Regions from separate parts of the Mus musculus genome. Here all the other regions are linked to region 1. A link is a contact called in public Hi-C and HiChIP or PLAC-seq data. All regions are on one chromosome and are shown on one strand. Each heading gives the region's core, a stretch centred on a gene start, on an enhancer-like site or on the middle of the called end of the contact. The rest is flanking DNA. Distances are from core to core; before and after follow the strand shown. Region 1 has its middle 54 kb from the start of Gm34757. Region 2 overlaps Gm34442 (a long non-coding RNA gene). Region 3 overlaps Gm34500 (a long non-coding RNA gene).

Region 1 (3,695 bases), core at 333-2,832:
CAGCACAGAATCTGTTAGCTAGCATCATGCATGACCAAGATAAGGAACGTGTCCTGCCTTAACATTGGGCAAGAACGAGCTATCACTGTGACAGCTCTGAGGTGGGCCAAGGTACCATGGAACTGGTGAGACTATTCTAGATGATTCTAAAGCTCTGTTGTTTGCGCACAAACAGTCCTGGGGCTTTATATCACTTTATGAGTCTCTCACATGAAGTCCTTTTTCTTTTATTTTTGAGATTATGATATCACTATATTTTGCCCTTCCCTTTCCTCCCTACAAACCTTTCCATATATTCCTTCATAGTCTCCTTCAAATTCACAGCCTGTTTTCCTCACAAATTGTTACTGCATGCATATATTTATACACATATATATTCCTAAATATAATTTGTTGAGTTCATTTAGTGTTACTTGTATGTATGCTTTCAAGGTTGATCATTTGTCACTGGGCAACCAACTGGTTGCAGTCTTCCCTCGGGACGACCAACTTTCCTGGTTTCAGTTTTACTTAGTGGCCTTTAGTTTCTTGTGTACTGTTGAGTCCCCATGGGCTCTTCCCCATCCACTTTGGCATGTCCGCTGGTGTCCTCCTTGCTCACATTTGGCCAATTATGTTGGTAAGACTTTGTGGGTGTAGATTCTGATGCTATTAGGAAACACAATCTCACAGCAAATGGCTCTTACATTCTTACCACCCCGTTTTCTGCAATGGTCCCTGAGCCTTAAGCATGGAAATGTTTTGTAGACGAATCTACTGGGACTGAGATCTACAACTCTGGATTTTGATTAGTGGTGGTTTTGGTTTTTGGTTTGGTTTGGTTTGGTTTGGTTTGGTTTGGTTTGGTTTGGTTTGATTTGGTTTGGTTTGGTTTTTGTAGTACTCTCTATCTGCTGCAAAAATACTCCCCAAATATATAGGCTACTGCTGTTACTCTTTCTTGCCCCTGATGGGTATAAGGTAAGCCCCTGCTGCTGAAGACATCATGCACTTCAGAAACAGAACTCAAAGACACCTGAGCTGGAACTGACATGAATGCCTCCTCCCTGAGGGCCTGCTTTCATGGGTACCAGAAGACTCCATGCGAGATCCCAAAGGAAGGAGACAACCAGTAATTCTACACAGCTATGATGCTTATGAACCATGTAAACAAGCTCCCGGGCCTGGTAATCTAAGGGTACAGTAGAGGCACACATGTCTTGGTGGTGACCAAGGGCTCTATATTTGGGTTTAAGACCCAATCAACAAGAGGGAGGCCATGACTGGGACTGCAAACCTAACTTCTCAGTTCTAGTGAAATTATAGTTATTGGAAGGAAGTCTGCAACCACTAGCTTATTAAGTCAGCGTAATTCTTAACGACAATCTATAAACATGTATACTTATACCCACAGATATAGTCTTCATCCCTCATCATGAAAATGGGAGAAGTTTTTAATTGTTCCTTGCCTGTGATCTGGACATTGAAAACCTCATTCTCTCGATGTGTTGAGTCAAGTGATAGAACCTTTAAAGGGTGACTGGGGCATGAGGGTAGAGCTGCTGGGGATTACCTTGGCAATGGCTTGATCATTTGGGGAGGGGTTTCCGGGTGAGAAGAAGAGTGTGGCCTCCTTCTGATTCCTCTTTGGATTCTCGTGCTTTTCCCACGTCTGCTATAAGGCGATGCACAGAAAACACCGTTAGCAGGTACAGACCGCTTGACTTTGAACTCTTCGGACTCCAGAGCTGTAGGAATGTGGGTTTGGGTTTGGTTTTTAAATAAATAATTCAGTTATCTAAATAATTCTGTAAAACAATACAGAAGTTGGACACTGTCCCTTATCAGAGCAGAAGGGTGAAAAGTGTTGCTTACTATAAAGACTCTGCCTCCACTCCAGGAAGTAGCACATTTTTTTTAATTACTCATTTTACTTTACATTCCAACCACAGTTTCCCCTTCCTCTTCTCCTCTCAGTCCTCTCCCACCTCCCCTCCCCCATCCACTCCTCCCCCTTTCTCTTCAGAAAAGGAGGGGCCTCCTATAGCTATCAACCAGCCTTAGCATATCTAGTTACACTAAGACTAGGGGCATCTTCTCCTTTTTTAAAAAAAAATTAGATATTTTCTTTTTTATTAGATATTTTCTTTATATACATTTCAAATGCTATCCTGAAAGTTCTCTATACCCTCGCTCTGCCCTCCTCCCCTTTCCACCCAATCCCGCTTCTTGGACCTGGCATTCCCCTGTATTGGGGCATATAAAGTTTTCAATACCAAGGGGCCTCTCTTCACAGTGATGGCTGACTAGGCCATCTTCTGCTACATATGCAGCTAGAGATATGAGCTCTGGGGGTACTGGTTAGTTCATATTGTTGTTCCACATATACAGTTGCAGACCCCTTCAGCTCCTTGGGTGCTTTCTCTAGCTTCTCCATTGGGGCCTCTGTGTTCCATCTTATAGATGACTATGAGCATCCACTTCTGTATTGAGGCATCTTCTCCTAATGAGGCTAGACAAGGCAGCCCAGTTAGGGGAAAGGCAAGCAACAGAGTCAAAGACAGCCCCTACTCCTACTGTTAGGAGTCCCACAAAAAGACCAAGATGCACAACTGTTATATACATGCAGAAGGCCTAGGCCACTCCCATGTATGCTCCCTGGTTGGTAGCTTGGTCTTTGTAAGCCCCTATGGGCCCAGGTTAATTGATTCTGTAGGTTTTCTTATGGAATACTTGAACCTTCTAGTTCCTACAATCCTTCCTCCCCCTCCTCCACAAGATTCTTCAAGCTCTGCCTAATGTTCAGCTGTAGATCTCTGCATCTATTTCCATCACTTGCTGGGTGAAGCTTCTAGCACATCTTTTCACACTAAGAATTGCTTTCAAAGGTAGTGGGTATCACTCTACTCACAATAGCTAGGAAATAGAAATAACCTCAAAGCCTTTTAACAGATAAATGATAGTAAAAATGTGGTATGTCTACTCTATGGAATACTACTCAACTGTAAGAAAAATGAACTTATGGAATTTAGAGGCAAATGGCTGGAACTGAAAAAGATTATATTGAGTGAGATAGCCCAGACCCCAAAAGACAAATATCTTATTTTCTCTCTCATCTATGGCTCCTAACTCCAATTCTTCAGATGTGAGTGCATAACCTGGAGTAACTGCAAAAGTCAGGGGACTTAAAGGGACCCTGGAGTGGGGAGAACACTAAGGAGGAGACTAGCAGGGCAGAAGCATTCTGAAGGCGGGAAGGGGGAAAACGGGGCAGTAGTTAGTTGTAAAGGAACAGATGGAAAAGTGGGTAAAATAACAGTAAGAGTATCTCTAAAAGTCATAAGGAATCAAAATAGTATCGATTTATCTAAAATTACATAGAATACAGCAACCCTATGAGTAGATATATAAGTATAAATTATATATTTATAATTATAAATACTACACATATATAAATGTATAATATAAATTAAATTTTCCCACTTTGGCTGACAATGTTTTCCCCCAACAGCCATGGACTATGTAACACAAAGCCCAACACCAGTCATGAGAAACTCCCTCACAAGCTGTTGGTCAAGTGAGTAGTACAAGTGGCCCTCAAAGCACTCTGGGCTATTCCTGCTGTCCGTGGCTATCACTACAGAGGTGACAGCTGAGTCTCTGTTGCTGAAGACATCATATACTTCAGATACAGAACCTTGTGGATTGGAGAATTA
Region 2 (3,695 bases), core at 635-3,134, 320 kb after region 1:
CTCTGCAAACTCCTGTCTGGTTCTCACCCTCTTTCTCACCCCACTGGCTGCACTTCTGCTGACCGAACACAGCTGAAGTAAAGGAACTAGCTCTAAGATAGAGTGTCCATCTTGCCAAAAAGGCCCCTTTCTCACCTCCAGCTGATTACGTAAGACTTAACACTTAGTGGGCCATGGAAGAACTTCAGGGTCAACATACCCTCTGCCCACTCCAGCTTATCTTATCCTTTATATGAACATTTTGAGGTTTTCTTGATCTTAAGAATTTAGAGAGTCTATTGTCAAAGTCCTTTCTAAGCTGACCCATGCTGCTCCATGACTCTGGTATAGCAATTCTAGAGTTACAGGGCCAGCTTAGAAAGATGCCTACAGCCAAGGCTGGTGACCTGAATTCAATCCCAGGGACACACATAGTTGCAGATTTCTTCTTGACCTCCTTACTGTGACACATATTCCAGACACACATACACACATAATATGTGTATGTGTATGTGTATGTGTATGTGTATGTGTATGTGTATGTGTATGTGTATGTGTATGTATATAATTTGATGGTTTGAATCAGATCTGTTCCCCAGAGCCTTTGGCCTCCAGTTGGTGATGCTGTTTGGGAGGTTGGGAGGTTTAGGAAGTATATCAATGGAGGTGGGCCTTAAGACTTAGAATACCCAAGATATAAGATACAATTTGCAAAACACATGAAACTCAAGAAGAATGAAGACCAACGTGTGGACACTTTTCTTAGAATTGGGAACAAAACACCCATGGAAGGAGTTACAGAGACAAAGTTTGGAGCTGAGACGAAAGGATGGACCATACCTGGTGATCCATCCCATTATCAGCCTCCAAATGCTGACACCATTGCACACACTAGCAAGATTTTGCTGAAATGACCCTGATATAGCTGTCTCTTGTGAGGCTATGCCGGGGCCTAGCAAACACAGAAGTGGATGCTCACAGGGCCCCCAATGGAGAAGCTAGAGAACGTACCCAAGGAGCTAAAAGGATCTGCAACCCTATAGGTGGAACAACAATATGAACTAACCAGTAACCCCCGGAGCTCGTGTCTCTAGCTGCATATGTATCAGAAGATGGCCTAGTCGGCCATCAGTGGAAAGAGAGGCCCATTGGTCTTGCAAACTTTATATGCCTCAGTACAGGGGAATGCCAGGGCCAAGAAGTGGGAGTGGGTGGGTAGGGGAGTTGGGGGGGGGGGAGGGTATGGGGGACTTTTGGGATAGCATTGGAAATGTAAATGAAGAAAATACCTAATTAAAATAAATTAAAATAAAATTTTTAAAAAAAAAAAGTCTCACTCCGGCCACCCTCTGCTTCACACCTATGACTGAGGATATGACCTCACAGCTTGCTACTGCTGTTTGCTGTGTACCTGCCGATTACTGCCAGGCCCTCCCGCCATGATGGATTCTCCCTCTGGAAACTTAGCCAACTCAAAGTTTCTCCTTTGAGTCATTGTGATAATAGTATTTTATCACAGCAACATTAAAAGTAGCTAATATACACCACATTTTAAAAATATGGCTATAAAAATTTTTTAAAGAAATTCTGGAGTTACTACTGGTCATATGAACCTTTGTACCACTCTCCTGGAAGCCCCTTCTCTTTTCTTTTCTCTCCTTCCCTCTCTTTCCCCTCCCCTCTCCTCCCTTAGCCTCCCCTCTCCTTTTCTCTTCAAACTTGCCGCAGATCTTCCCTTCCCTCCTCAGCCCATGATGTTTTTCTGTGGCTCTGCACTCTGCCTCTCTTCCTGTTGAAATGACTCAGCACCAACAGCCAATGAGCAGAAGGATTACATCTTCTGTGCATCTCACTGTCCTTCTCTCATATTGCAGGTCACACCCTCTCTACTGTTTTTGCTGATTGGTCAATCCTGGCCCTGCTGACTACACTGCTCTCTTGTTCTTGCTGATTGGCCAACCCTGCTGACTACACAACCCCAGGGACTATCCTTTGATTTACTATCTTTTTGACAAACAACACTTTCAGAGTAAGTTCAATGTCTTGTGACCTTTAAATACTAAGAAACACCCATCTTCCTAACTCTAGCCCAGGCTCTCCTGAGTACTAGACTCACACTGGTTACTGCTCAGCCACCATAGACAGTTGGAAACCACATCTTAAGTGTGATCCCTGAATCTCCCCTACAGGTCAATTCTTCCCTCCGCCTTCCCCTGTCAATCAGTGCTGCTCCATTCTCCCCTGCCTAAAAATCACCCTCACAATGAATGCAACCAGCAAGCATCATTTCTCAACATCTACCACCTCACTACAGTCACCCAGATATTTACCAACACCATGTTGCCTGGTTTACTACAGTGGCCCCTCTATGCTTCGACACTTGCCCCCCCCCCAAAAAAAAAGCCTATTCTCAATACAACAACAGAATGAGGTGCTTCAAATTCAGTCAGATCCAGAGCATCTATCTAGGGAGAAGCATCACTATATAAAAGAACAGACTGGATCTGGTGTGGTAGTGCAGTCCTAGAATCCCAGCACGCAGAAGGCAGAAGCAGGCTAATTTCTGTGAGTTCCAGGACAGCCAGACCCTAGCTCAAAAAAAAAAAAGAAAGAAGAAAAGGAGGGGAAGAGAGGTAGGAGGAGGGAGGAAAACAGAAGGAAGAAGTGGAAAAGGAATGCTCCAAAGAAAGAAAAGAGCCTCCACAATCCACAAAGTTGGGCTAAAAGAGCGAAAATACCAAGAAAAAGATGGACCACAAACTAAAAAGAAGCCAAGCTGAACACTGCCCTGGTTGTATAGTTCCCTGGCAAGGAAGGGAAAACAGACAACCTATCCAGAAGTCAGCCAGGCAGCCTAAGAGGAAAGAGAGTGGGTGGCAAGCCCACACAAACCTCACACAGTTGTGAGTTTCGGTGCAGCAGAACTTCCTCCAGCATGTGGGTCAGCAGTGGTGCAGAACCCCTTCGTGTCATTCTGTATGATTAGCAGGACAGTGGCTAGCCACCATCTACATAGCGGTCCTAATCTATGAAACTGAGGAAACTAAGCTATCTTGAGAGACCAAAGAACAGACCACAAATCTGTCCTGCCCTGAGACCAGCCCTGAGAGGCAGTTATAAAGAGCAGGAGGGTTAGACCCTGACCAGCCGGAAAGTACAGTCGGCAGGAGGCTCTGCTCACGGTAGAGTAATGTATGTCCCTGTGCTCAATGGCTGGGACAGAGCTTGTTAACTGAGGCTAACATTAGAACTTGGTAGCCTTGAGCCTGAGGGCAGAGACAGAATCAACCTCTAGAGTCGGCCATCTGCCATTCAGTTCAGAACTCCAAAGTGCATCTCCTCCCTTCATCAGGGAGACTAATACTTGGAACATCTTGAAAACACAAAGACTTGTCTTTCACTTATACAGATCACAGTACTGGGGTTACTTCCACTTGGGAAAACACCCTTTAAGTAAGAATATTAGTCACCCCCGTCCCCTGCCAGGGACAAGGAGTTTAGGCATATATCCAGTGTATAAGAGAACCGGCCCAGCTTACAGACTAAAGCTAAGTGTGGCCAGCAGATTCCCCTATTACATAAAGAAGTTTGGATAACAAATAGCTCTGGTAGGTATCACTTTTGTCCAAGACAAGCTCAACACCAGCATAAACCACAAGAAAGAGTCTGCAAATCCAACTGACCCTCCACAGCCCTGTGCATGCAATGGTCAGTCT
Region 3 (3,695 bases), core at 869-3,368, 280 kb after region 1:
TTCAGAAAATCAACTCGTGGAAGTAACCAAAGTTCCTGTGGGTATTGGCTGCAAAAGTGGGTCACTATGCAGTGGGTGGCTAAAAAAAGGAAAGATCCATTTCAGGAACCTAGAGTCGGTTGTTGCTTTGGAACTGAATATCTCCTGGGGAAGACCTGGAAAACTCACGCAGGCTGATGGGGCCATAGGACTCCATACATGAACTAATCAGCCAAAAACAAACAAACAAAAAACAAACCTGGCAGAAATCAAGAAAGCCTGAAAGACCCCTCTACCTACCCTACTACCATGGCCTCCACTGAGTTTTTGCCTGGAGCCATGCCTGAGAGCCAAGGCTGGAAGTGTTTGAGATGGGCATGATGGAACTGTATGGACTTCTGTTTTCTGGGTTGCTTCCTTCCAAACTGCTCCATTTCCCATGAAGTGGGACACACCATGGAGAGCTAACACTAAGTTCCAAGAAAGACAATATGTGACTCATAGGAGGAAGGATGTACTCTTGGGCCCTTCTCTCTAAGAGGTATTTAGAGATAGAACCCAGCAAGTAAGACCCATGTTATCCTCTCAATAGAACTAATCATCAGCCTTATAAAGTCTTGTTATCTGCCATGGCTTGATTATGAGACCCACATTTTGGATGCTTGGTCCCAACCTGGTGGTACTATTTTGGAAGGTTCTCAAGATTTTGAGAGGGGGAAGAAGTGGGCCACTTCCTAGGGAGGTGGGTCTTAGTGGTCTATCATCCCTAGCCTGTCTTGCACTCTGAATAGCCATTCTCCACCATGCTTTCATGCCTTCTTTTCAACTGCATGGGGTCCAAGCAACCATAGAATTAGCATTCTGAATCTGTGAGCCAGAGCATATTTTTTCCTCCCTTAAATTATTTTTTGGCTGTCATGACACAAAACCAACCACCGTGGTTTGATGGAAAATATCCTCCATAGGTTCATGAATTTGAACAATTGGTTGCCAGTTGGTGGCGCTGTTTGGAGAGGCTGTAAAGCCTTTAGGAGATGGAGCCTTGAAGGAGGAAGTCAGTCACTGAAGCAGGCTCCGGGAGTTCCTATCCTTGGCCCACTTCAGTTCCGTTTCTTCTTTCTGTTAGCTGTTCTTCAATGTGTGATAGATATCCAAGATGTGCAAGCTAAGCTTCATGTTCCAGCCACCAACTGCCATGCCTCTGCTGCCATTACAGACTCCTACCCCTGGAACTGTAGCCAAAATAAACACCTCCATAATTTGCTCCTGGCCACAGTATTTTATTACAGCAACAGAAAAGCAATTAAGACAGTAAATAAAAATAAAAAAGTATAAATAAAAAAAAACTGGATCTAAAAGTGGAGTTATTATAACCACACCTAACATTGCAGTTTTTAAGCCTTTGGAATTAGTTTTCCAAAAACTCTTATCCTCAAGTCCCTCCTACCAATAAAACCTCTAAACATTCTTCTGTTGATAAATGCTAAAGTTGAGTGATTGTTATTACAAAATCCATAAGTTAGAACTCCCTGTGTGATAACATCGGTGGGCAGGATCTTTGGAAAGTGACAAAGTCTAAAGGGTCGAGCCTCAGCAGTGAGATTAATGTTTATACAAGAGAGTCCCCAGAGAGCTTGCTTGCCGCCTTCTCCTTGTTTGAACACAGCAAGAAGATAGTTACCCGTGAACCAGAAAGCAAGTCTTCACCAGACACTGTATCTGCCAGCCCCTTGATCTCAGGTTTCCTAGGCTCTAGAGTTATGAGAGATGAATGTTGTTGTCTCAGCCTATGGCGCTGTTATTATACTGGCTGAAGAGACAAAGACACAGAGGAGTTAATGATCCTGTTCTCTCTGCTTTGGGCTATGTATGAAAAAAAAGCTTGCTTATTTTCCAAAAAGGGAGCCTAGACGCCAAGCTAAGTACCTAAGCATCTACCAGCCTAGCCCACTCTTGAGTCTGACCTGCGGCTGAATGCGCATGCGCATCCTCAGAAGTGTTAACAGCTTTCCAGAGTGTTAACAAATGGAAATGAAGAAAACCAGATGGTTGTGAATGCCCATGACAGGCTGATCACCCTGTAACAGGGGCACGGCTGGCAGGACTGTGTTGCGCCAATTTTCCAGATCAGAGTCAGTTTCAGGACAAACACTCGCCTCTGGGTGTTCAGTTTGCTCTTCTTACGCCAGGCTCTTTCTCCAGCGTTAAGCCATCTTCAGAGAAATAGCAGCTTCTTTCTCTTTTCTTACTTTTGACCAGATCTGCACTGAGCCAAGGCCATTGTGCTTTTTCCCGGTGTACAACACTGTCAGAGTGTTTCTCGTCTGCGGAAGACTCCTCAGTGTATCCTGTTATTTCCCCTTCGTCCCTGTCCCCACTCCATCTGTTCCAGTTTCATTGCCATCCCTGTAATGAAACAGCCTGACAAAAGGCAACACGGGGGAGGAAAGGTTATTTGGCTTACAGCTCCAGGTTAAAAGTCCATCACCGAAGGGAGGCCAAGGCAGGAACTCAGACAGCTAGTCACACCACATCCAGAGAGCAGAGAAAAACAAAGGGGCCTATACCACCGGCTTGCTCCTTCTGCTTTTGTGTTGAAGCTAGTATTCTTTAGTTTTTTTTTCCCTCAAATTCTTTCTTTTATTAGTATCTTCATACATGCATATGTGTTCTGATCAAATCTGCCCCATTCCCTTCCCTCCGATTCCTCCTCTATCTGCACACCATTACTCCCTCTTAAGTCCATGTGTTCTTTTCTTCTTTCCGTTTTTCAACCCACAGAATTCACTCTGTGTTGCCAGTACATGCATGAGTGTAGAGCCACCTACTGGTGCATGTGCAGCCCTTCAGGGGCCTCGCTACTGAAGAAAACTGACTCTCCCTCTTCATGCATTACAGTTCTGGCATCCCTGCCTAGGGAATGGTGCCACCCACAATTGGCTGAGTCAATTAACAGTTAAGACACTCTCCCCAAAGACTGCCTATAAGCTAAAGTGATCTAGATAATTCCTCATTCAGGCTGTTATCCCAGAGGATTCTATGTTGTTGTAGCAGGTTGACATTTAAAAGTAGCAGTAACACCATACAAGTTCATCTCCTCCTCATATAGGCATCTGTTCAGACATGCCTATAGCATTCTTTGAGAACATATATATCTTTTTTAACCATGTAGGATCATTCTGAATGTATTGGATGTTCATAAATGGTATTATCATGTGACTATTATTCTACATTTTGTTTTTATCAGTCACCACTGTCTTGTTGCTCTCATACCTGGCTTGCTGTTTCTAACACTGCACAGGATCCCATAGTGAGCACCCATCACTATGGATCTGGTCTTCTATCTCTTATTCATCCTGTCCAGCACACTCAATGCATTCACCATATGCCCCCTTCACCCATGGTGAGAGACTCTCTCTAGGACTCTCTCGAGTATTCATTCCCAGAAACAGGGATCATAAGACACATGCATACTCAGTTCAGTAAATTCATAATTATTTGAGCTGGCTTCTCAGTCTGCCAAATTCCACTATAAAGAACAGAAACCTTTTCTGGAGTCGAAGATTTTTAGGGTGAAAAGGCTCTCATCTGGCATTATTCCATGGCAGAAAGCAGAAGAGTAAACAGAGTGGGAGAGTAAGAGATATCGAGACCATGCCCTTTTGCTAGACATCCGTTCCAGAGATAGCTAGCCCACTCCCTTCGTGACAGCACCA

The links. HiChIP or PLAC-seq counts read pairs in DNA pulled down with a chosen protein or histone mark. Hi-C and Micro-C count contacts between places; a contact is called where the count stands out from the background.
Region 2: a contact with region 1 is called in a Hi-C map of CD8 T cells, with 3 times the contacts expected there. The contact joins two enhancer-like sites. A contact is called at or near these places in 7 of 484 Hi-C or Micro-C datasets (CD8 T cells, the HL-1 cell line, the N1E-115 cell line and 3 more), 1 of 115 datasets of contacts at active chromatin or transcription factors (effector CD8 T cells) and 1 of 9 other capture datasets (bone marrow-derived macrophages).
Region 3: a contact with region 1 is called in a RAD21 HiChIP or PLAC-seq map of pro-B cells, with 6 times the contacts expected there. The contact joins two enhancer-like sites. A contact is called at or near these places in 1 of 15 datasets of contacts at CTCF or cohesin (pro-B cells) and 1 of 115 datasets of contacts at active chromatin or transcription factors (large pre-B cells).

Annotation. Positions count from the first base shown.
Region 1 is chr14:71,111,643-71,115,337 of GRCm38.p6, reverse strand. No RefSeq gene overlaps it. Among named protein-coding and RNA genes, the nearest start is that of Gm34757, 54 kb to the left of the region's middle. Within about 2 kb of position 1,582, at least 10 of the 459 cell types and tissues checked have an H3K27ac peak or open chromatin away from gene starts, as enhancers often do. A contact at or near this core is called in CD8 T cells, effector CD8 T cells and pro-B cells, where this site is marked.
Region 2 is chr14:70,796,915-70,800,609 of GRCm38.p6, reverse strand. All of the region lies in intron 3 of Gm34442 (a long non-coding RNA gene), which reads right to left. Among named protein-coding and RNA genes, the nearest start is that of Gm34442, 9.2 kb to the right of the region's middle. Within about 2 kb of position 1,884, at least 78 of the 459 cell types and tissues checked have an H3K27ac peak or open chromatin away from gene starts, as enhancers often do. A contact at or near this core is called in CD8 T cells and effector CD8 T cells, where this site is marked.
Region 3 is chr14:70,831,339-70,835,033 of GRCm38.p6, reverse strand. All of the region lies in intron 2 of Gm34500 (a long non-coding RNA gene), which reads left to right. Among named protein-coding and RNA genes, the nearest start is that of Gm34500, 17 kb to the left of the region's middle. Within about 2 kb of position 2,118, at least 17 of the 459 cell types and tissues checked have an H3K27ac peak or open chromatin away from gene starts, as enhancers often do. A contact at or near this core is called in pro-B cells, where this site is marked.